Linked DNA regions of Zea mays: region 1 is linked to region 2. The links are chromatin contacts, called in public Hi-C maps. All regions are on one chromosome and are shown on one strand. The core of a region is the stretch at or near the end of the contact, and the rest is flanking DNA. Distances in the headings are between cores, read along the strand shown. Region 1 overlaps LOC541763 (myosin 1). Region 2 holds the start of LOC100282308 (peptidyl-prolyl isomerase CWC27).

Region 1 (3,596 bases), core at 211-2,710, 130 kb after region 2:
TTCAGAGGGGCAAGGAGGCAGGGGCAACACGTGGGGCAAACGCAGGCGAGGGGGCGAAGTGGAGGGAGGCGAGGATGGTGGGCGTTTGGCGCGGGCGCGGAGGAGGCGAGGAGCGTGGGATGTGTGGCAATGCGTGAAGCATGGGATGTAAGGGCTTGCGACCGACGATAGCGTGGAGGGGTCGATATAGATGGCCCAATGGATCGTGTCTAGCGGACCGGCCCGAGGCACGATCTATTTAATAGTGTCGTGGCATTGACCCAACACTATTACAATGGGGCACATGCCAGCCCGACCCGAGAGGTGTGTTATGCTTGGGCCGCTGTCTCGGCCCATAGTGTCGACCCGATCTGACATGATTTTTTTTATTATTTTAAAAACTCAGTCTACACATATTTATAACACCTATTGACTATTAGACACAAACATGTGGGCTCAAGTGGCTAGTAGAACATAGCTAGTGTCATTCGGTGCCTATACCAAGGTGCCGCATGGGTTCGATCTCCCTCCCCGCGCAATAATTTTGTGGACTATTTTTCTATAGACGTTGGGGCAGGGGTATGGTTCCACCTGTGGTCTACACTATCGTCTTAGGTAGTGTTTTGGATGGCTCTAGGTTTCGACTCTAGTTTGGAGTTGTATTTTATAATATCAATTTTCATAGTTTTAAAAAATATTTTAATCTAAATAATAAATAAAATAATTTATCTAAATGTCTTCTAAAGACTTATAGCTCCAGCTCTATGATTTTCTGAAATAGCTAATGACTTGTTCCACCAACTTTATTAATTTTTTTTGAAGTTGAAGCTATCTTAAATAGGACCTTAATAGTTAGTATAGTGTATAGATATGAGTATATGACTGAGCATCCGCAGGCTCGACCGCCAAAATTATACGCACGGGTCCCAATCTCCCAGATTTCCTGATACGGCATCGTCGTTACGTCACAAATTCCCTTGCGTGGCGCACAATTTATATTTATAAATAATTAGTCATCTTAAACAAATTTTGGCGTCACTGGTCATGGCATTTTTTGTCCTAGACATGGCATGCGGGCTAGTCTCTGATTAACCTTTTGTTAGCCTATTAATACTCGTGTATAATCTTTGTCGCCATTATGCATCCTGATATAGAGTTTGCAGGTGCCTCCAAGATTATCCTAACATCTCGATAACCAAGATGAACAGCAGAATATTCATGAGATCCAAACTCCAGAACACTGCTATCACTGTAATATCTCTTTTTTCAACTATAATCGTATTTGCAATTTACAATATGGCGATGATCCATATGAAGAAGGCGACACAACGAACGACTCGGTAGATGTGGAGAACCTTTTCCACAAGCTTAACTGCTTAATGACCACGAGCTTTTCCAAAAGCAGCTCGGGGAGACCAGGGGCATCCGGCCCCTTTTCACTACAGTATGGAGAAACATAGATTGTGGACCCTTCGCCCAACAAAATTGGGAGAGGATCGAGGAAAGAACCAACCAACCAATCAAACCAAAGACAATACATCTAACAAGCCCTGACCAGAGAGCAAAAGGCACGAGCGTATGTACATGAGTTATGCACAGGTTGAGCGGAGAAAAAGAATGTGCAAAAAGGGACATGCAGCTGGAAGGACCACCCTGTTAGTCCTTTCTTTGGTGTAGGAAGGTGAAGCCAGAATTCTCCCGGATCAGAGGTGGCATGTCGACATCTGTTACCTCGATTTCTGTCATCGACTTCGAGATGTCGTCCACCGAAAACGGAATGCTGTGATTAGGAGCACACTGTGTCAAGCAACGGCCTTCAAGTCAACAATACGTATATCTGAGTAGGAATAAGCAAAAACAATAACCTGGAATCATCATCCAACAGGAACGAACTGCTGACCGCGTTATTAGAATCTTCTGTCATCATTACTCTCATACTTGAGATGACCTATAACATCATTTTGTTTTTTTTTTTCCATCAGAAACCAAATAGCGCCATATCTTGACACAATAGAGTGAGAAAATTTGAGCTGATTAACAACTTAAACAAGTAGAACAAGGCTTACATCTGATGAAACAGTGTGGGTACCGTACTTATCATCCCAGTACATTGTACTGATTCGATATAGCTGTTGTATGCTAAGGACCTGAGAGATTAACAAAACATGTGACAAGCTGTATGTCATATAACTTGCAAATGTTGACGAGTAGCTGAAGTTAACCGAGTTCAGAGATACTTACAGGGCACAGATCGTTGGTAATTTCTTTCAATGTTTTCTTTGGCTTTTGATGAATCACCTATAATATAATAGAATATCTATTTTCAGCTTAAAAAAGTTACAATAAAATAGAACATCCAATCAGCATAGAATACGTACAAGGAATCCAACAGCCTGCCTAATATGTTTTAATTCTTCCCAGGAAGAACCTGCATACTGTCCGTGCAACATAACATTAGCATATAAATCCAATATTGTCCAAAGTTATAAAAAAAAAAGAGTTTGTCTTTACCTCTTCTGTTGCATAAATGCACCACTGCTCTAATTCTGCCAATCCAGCTTTCACATATTCTCCGTTGCTAAATGAACAGCACTCCCGTCGAAGAAGAAGACTACAATACAAGGACTTCCTTAAAACCAGAAAGAGAACTTAACGTAGCACAGGTAGAGCAACTATGAATCATACCTATTAAATAACTGAACATTAATAAATGAAAAGATTTGAGTGAACACTTTGCTGATTAAGACTGAAGGGACCTGTCAAAATCAATGAGAATCATGTCAATGCAAATACTTAAAAAATGGGATGTGAGTCATGTCAACTCATAGTTTAGGTGACATACATAATTTGCTTTTAAAACATTCAAGTAATTTGTCAATATTTTCACAATGCTCTGCCAATGTGCAATCAGAGTTTGCTGAGCTAAGGCATTTGCTTGGGAACGTGACCCTTTAATTAGGCTTGCACGGGATGTTCTTGGTGCCTGGAAATTAGAGATCGAGTAAGCAATAAGTCATGATGTCAACTCCATAAATAACAAATAGTATAATGACAATTGTTGGTACCTGGATGCAAAGGCCAAGCAAAGGAGATATCTCCTTTTTCAAATTGTCTCTTATCATTCCATAGATCTTCTCAAGGAAAGCTGTGAGCTGTTGCTTGAAAAGCAGGGCAGGGTACTTGGCTTCAACTTGACGAAGGTCACCTAGACCTCCAATCAAGCGACTTCCCATAAAAGCACGCCCAGCACTTTGTGGTGAGGCTCGCATCCCCTTTATATTTCAGAAACAGTGAATTACATAGTTTTCTTGACTAGAAAACTAGAATGCCAAGTAAAAAAAACAGGGGTCAAGAAAATGCTTTACCGAAAACACCCTCCCAAAAGATGCAGCAGATGACCTGCGCCTTTGAGGAGTGAATCCAGCTGCTCCAGTTGTTTTCAGTGTTCGTTGCAGCAGCAGCAGCAGTGTGGATGAATTCGAGAGCCAATATGCCAACTTGTCATTGTTGTCCTGGGACTTTGGAATGAAAGAATTTGAACTTAGTATATAGCAACAGCACAAAATATTTTTTTCTCGAACGCGCAGGAGAGCTGCGCATCATTATATTAAGAGAGG
Region 2 (3,874 bases), core at 1,149-3,648:
AACACTATAATTGAAAAAACTGACCAGATAAAAAGATGCAGATCGCACCCTAAACCAACTAAGGGGATGCCTGCCCACAAGAAGTTCACCCAGCAAACAGGACTTAAGTACCAAGAAAGTGTGATATAGAGGGTGTTTGGTTCTTGTGTATTCTCAGAATCCTGATTCTTCTCGATTATCTCCCGTTAGCAGGGATCCGCAGCATAGCACAGATAACCATTATCTGGTGCAAGAATGAGTTAAGTTTGGTTTTTTACTAGATATTCTGCACAGTATTATCAGAATCTCATGAAACCAAACACTGATGTAGCAGACTGCAAAGTTCAACATAGCCTAGCTGCTACCTGGATAAGGTTGTCCTGTCATTTTCAACATGATATATTCACTAGCTAAATATTTGTTCACCTGGTCAACATTTTTATCACAAAAAAGAGAAAAATACCAGCTGGCTAAAGTAAAAGATACATATAAAATCCTAAACCAACCCAATACTAGAGGCTGTAAAATTAATGAGCAGAACAAAGATGACTTATATAGAAGAAAAAAAGGCAAGATGGTATGTGTAATGATGTGGCAGAGACAGCACCATTCTAGATAGCATAGTTGCCGACTGGATAGGGTATTGTCTTCTTGTTTTCAGCATGGCATGTTCACCAGCAAAAGTTTGCTTAATAGTTAATATGATGCTGAGTGAAAGGGCCTCTAGCTGAGTTGGTTAGGTGGTCTGAGTCTCAGGTCATGGGTTCGACTCCTTGTGGGAGCGAATTTCAGACTGTGGTTAAAAAAATCCTCTCGTCTGTCACATGCCAAAGCACAGGTCTAGTCCCGGTCATTTCTCACGTGGGCTACGGTGTCGTTGTGTATGGGTGGGGCAGGGGTCAGGAGGCTCTTAACCCCCGCAGGTCAAGTTAGTATGATGCTGAACATTTTTTCCATCACAAGTGATAAAACTCACCAACTGTACATCCTCCGGTTCCCCTTTAAGAAAACGGGGATCGTCCAACACATCATGAATACTTTTTATTTTGGCCTGAACAGAGGTAGCTGCTTCATTCTCCTCCTCTTCTACTTCATCACCAAACGAGAGGACGTTAAGTTGCCTGAAAGATTAACAACTTTGGTCAAAACTACTCCAACATGCATTGCACGGTCATCCTAAGAACAGTGTGGAGGAAACTACTTACTTAACTGCCTTCTTCTTGGGTTTCACCTCAGCATCAGCCTTAGCAACAGATTCAGCCTTCTTAAGTTGCCTTGGAACAATATCCTCAAATGGGTCCCAGAGAACCTACAGAAACAGAAAAAGGAACCAGAAGAGTAAATTAGTTGGGATTGACAAGTAATGGAGAAACTATAAGGTAGGTTATATATCACCCAATGACCCAAGTAAAATATGGGTAACTATCATAATTTGAAATAAACACAAAATATGACATTTCATAATAGGCACCTCGACTGAAAGAATCTTCTGCACGTACACAGGTCGATCATCCTTATCAGTCTCAACGTCGGCCAAGGAAAGAAGGTTGAAAATAGAATCACCAGTAACCTGCAAAAAAACATGTAGCCAACCATGATAATTCCAAAGGAACGGCACACTGTACCATGACATGCACTGAAAGAAGCTCTCGAGTCTCGAGCTAGACCACATTACCTTCCCAAAGATGGTGTTCTTCTTATCAAGCCAATCACAACGGTCAAGGGTGATAAAGAATTGGCTCCCATTAGAATGAGATGTACCAGCATTGGCACAAGCCACTAAACCCCTGTGGTTAAACCTCAGCCGCGAGTGGAACTCATCCGCAAATGGAGCCCCATAGATGCTCTCACCCCCTGCAGGAGTGAAACCAAAAGGATGTCATCAGCTCCAAATCGAAGCACTTCACCCCCCACCACCCCTCAAACCCACGACAAAACGCCACAGCCTTATTTAACAAAACAATCAGATGATGTCACTCAGGCGTGAATACATCAAATTTGAGATATTAGTAATCTGATCGAGATCTACGAATCAATTCAGTAAACATCAGCATCATGGTGTGGAATCAGAAACCCTAGATACGTACAGGTAGGTATGCTCAAGGGCGAGGGGGGGCGGTCGATTGGGTTCGTACCAGTGCCGGAGCCAGTGGGGTCGCCACCCTGAACGAGGAAATTCTTGATGACGCGGTGGAAGAGGGTGCCGTCGTAGTAGCCCTCGAGGCAGAGCTGCACGAAGTTGCGCGCCGCCTTGGGGGCCTCCTTGGGCCACAGCTCGATATCGAGCGGGCCGGCCGTCGTCTGCACCACCACCTTCCCCTTCGTCGGGGGCTCAAGCACGTATACCGAAGACATCCTGCCTCACTCCTGCCGCCGCCGCCGCTGCTCTACCTCGCGCGCGCGTGCTCCCTTCCCTTTGGAACGGTCTAGGCGTCGGTCGGACCTCCGGCCGGGCGTGGCGGAGCTTTTTCGGAAGTCAGGTACGCCCAAGCCCAACACTGGGCTTCACCCCGAATCATGCAATTGGGCTTCAAGTTTTACTAGGAACGTGCCCGTGCGATGCAACGGAACACAAATTGCGACCCTTCACGGTACAGAGATTTGTTTGTTTGGGTTAAAAAAATATTTAATCCCTTAAAAAATACTCCACCGACTGTACTTCATTTTTTCTTGCATCGATGGTACAGAGATTTCTCTGCTGGTCTTTCTTCCTCGCGGGGTAAATTCCAGGAATCTTAGATCTAAAAGCTTGAATTTGATCCTTAGATTTTTTTATGTCAGTATATTCTCTCTTCTTATTTTTATGTGTTGATTTAATCCATGTTAGGTATATTTTGCAAGTCTAGCTTCTAGATAGATATGGATTGAATCGATTTTGACTTTTTTAAACACTAAACAGGATTCCATTAAACACTTGTGCCTGGCATATCACCGGTCACCAGCAAAGCTACAGAATCTGGCACACGATCGAGCCGCCACAACAGCGGACCATCCAAACAGTTCAAGCCAATGGCCGCCAGAGTATCAGCTACAACATTACAAAATCTGGGTACATAAAGGTTTTAATCTCCTCCATCAGAACTCATAGCACAGACCTATCAACACTTGAGTTAGACAGCGCTTCGGCTAGAACAGCTGCATCAGTCTCCAAAATAACATTTCTGATTCCCAGAACAGCTGCATACTACAAGAGAAAATGTAGAGCTGACAGCAGAGCATATGCAGAACCTGCTCCTGCTGCTACAACTATACCAATATGATTTCTGATTACAAAGCCCCATCTGGCATTTTTAGAAGTAGGAGTAAAAGCACCGTCACAGTTAATCTTGTACACATCTTTGGGAGGAGCCCTCCATTTTGGCTTTCTAGATGATATAGTAGGAAGCTTGCACAAGTGTGTTGCCTTTGTCCATGCCTGAAAATGGAAGAAAACACCATTAATCACTTCTTGCGCCGATTTTCTCCTTTCACCGAAAATGATCTTATTACGTGCAGACCACCGGGACCATAAGAATAAAATTATTTTGCATTGTCAATCATTGTCAAAATTCCAGATTTTATGCAGCACTGCCTGAGGAGAATTCTTTCTCATTAACGGCTAGTTTGACAACTTCATTTTCCTGAGGGATTTACCTTAGGAAAATGAAAATCCCTTGGAAAAATAGAGTGGTCAAGCTAGCCCTAAAATGATTCTTTTATCCTCCATGTTTAGCAGTTGCCAGCCTTGCCTCCTTGCATTTAAAAAATAGATGATTTGGATCTTCATCAAACCTTGAGCACATTGGGCAAAGAGTGTCCAGATCCCCTCCCCTCATTACTATATTCCGCTTCACCTGCAAAGCATTGTGAGCCATGCGCCATACAAACATTTTGACTTTATTCAGGACATCCATTT

Evidence for each region. Hi-C and Micro-C count contacts between places; a contact is called where the count stands out from the background.
Region 1: a contact with region 2 is called in a Hi-C map of leaf, with 2.1 times the contacts expected there. The contact joins the enhancer-like site here to the promoter of LOC100282308 in region 2. A contact is called at or near these places in 2 of 25 Hi-C or Micro-C datasets (both in leaf).

The regions. Positions count from the first base shown.
Region 1 is chr3:226,492,736-226,496,331 of Zm-B73-REFERENCE-NAM-5.0, forward strand. It overlaps LOC541763 (myosin 1), which reads right to left. Exons shown (of 39, transcript NM_001111455.1): 30 at 3,345-3,497; 31 at 3,045-3,251; 32 at 2,822-2,962; 33 at 2,665-2,735; 34 at 2,491-2,590; 35 at 2,358-2,414; 36 at 2,221-2,277; 37 at 2,046-2,126; 38 at 1,845-1,927; 39 at 1,226-1,759. The coding sequence ends at 1,636. Among protein-coding and RNA genes, the nearest start is that of LOC541763, 18 kb to the right of the region's middle. Within about 2 kb of position 1,461, at least 9 of the 20 cell types and tissues checked have an H3K27ac peak or open chromatin away from gene starts, as enhancers often do. A contact at or near this core is called in leaf, where this site is marked.
Region 2 is chr3:226,361,224-226,365,097 of Zm-B73-REFERENCE-NAM-5.0, forward strand. LOC100282308 (peptidyl-prolyl isomerase CWC27) reads right to left here and starts at 2,399. Exons shown (of 11, transcript NM_001155220.2): 1 at 2,115-2,399; 2 at 1,655-1,833; 3 at 1,451-1,549; 4 at 1,185-1,288; 5 at 956-1,100. The coding sequence starts at 2,334. LOC103651529 (a long non-coding RNA gene) reads left to right here and starts at 2,371. Exons shown (of 4, transcript XR_564798.2): 1 at 2,371-2,459; 2 at 2,879-3,038.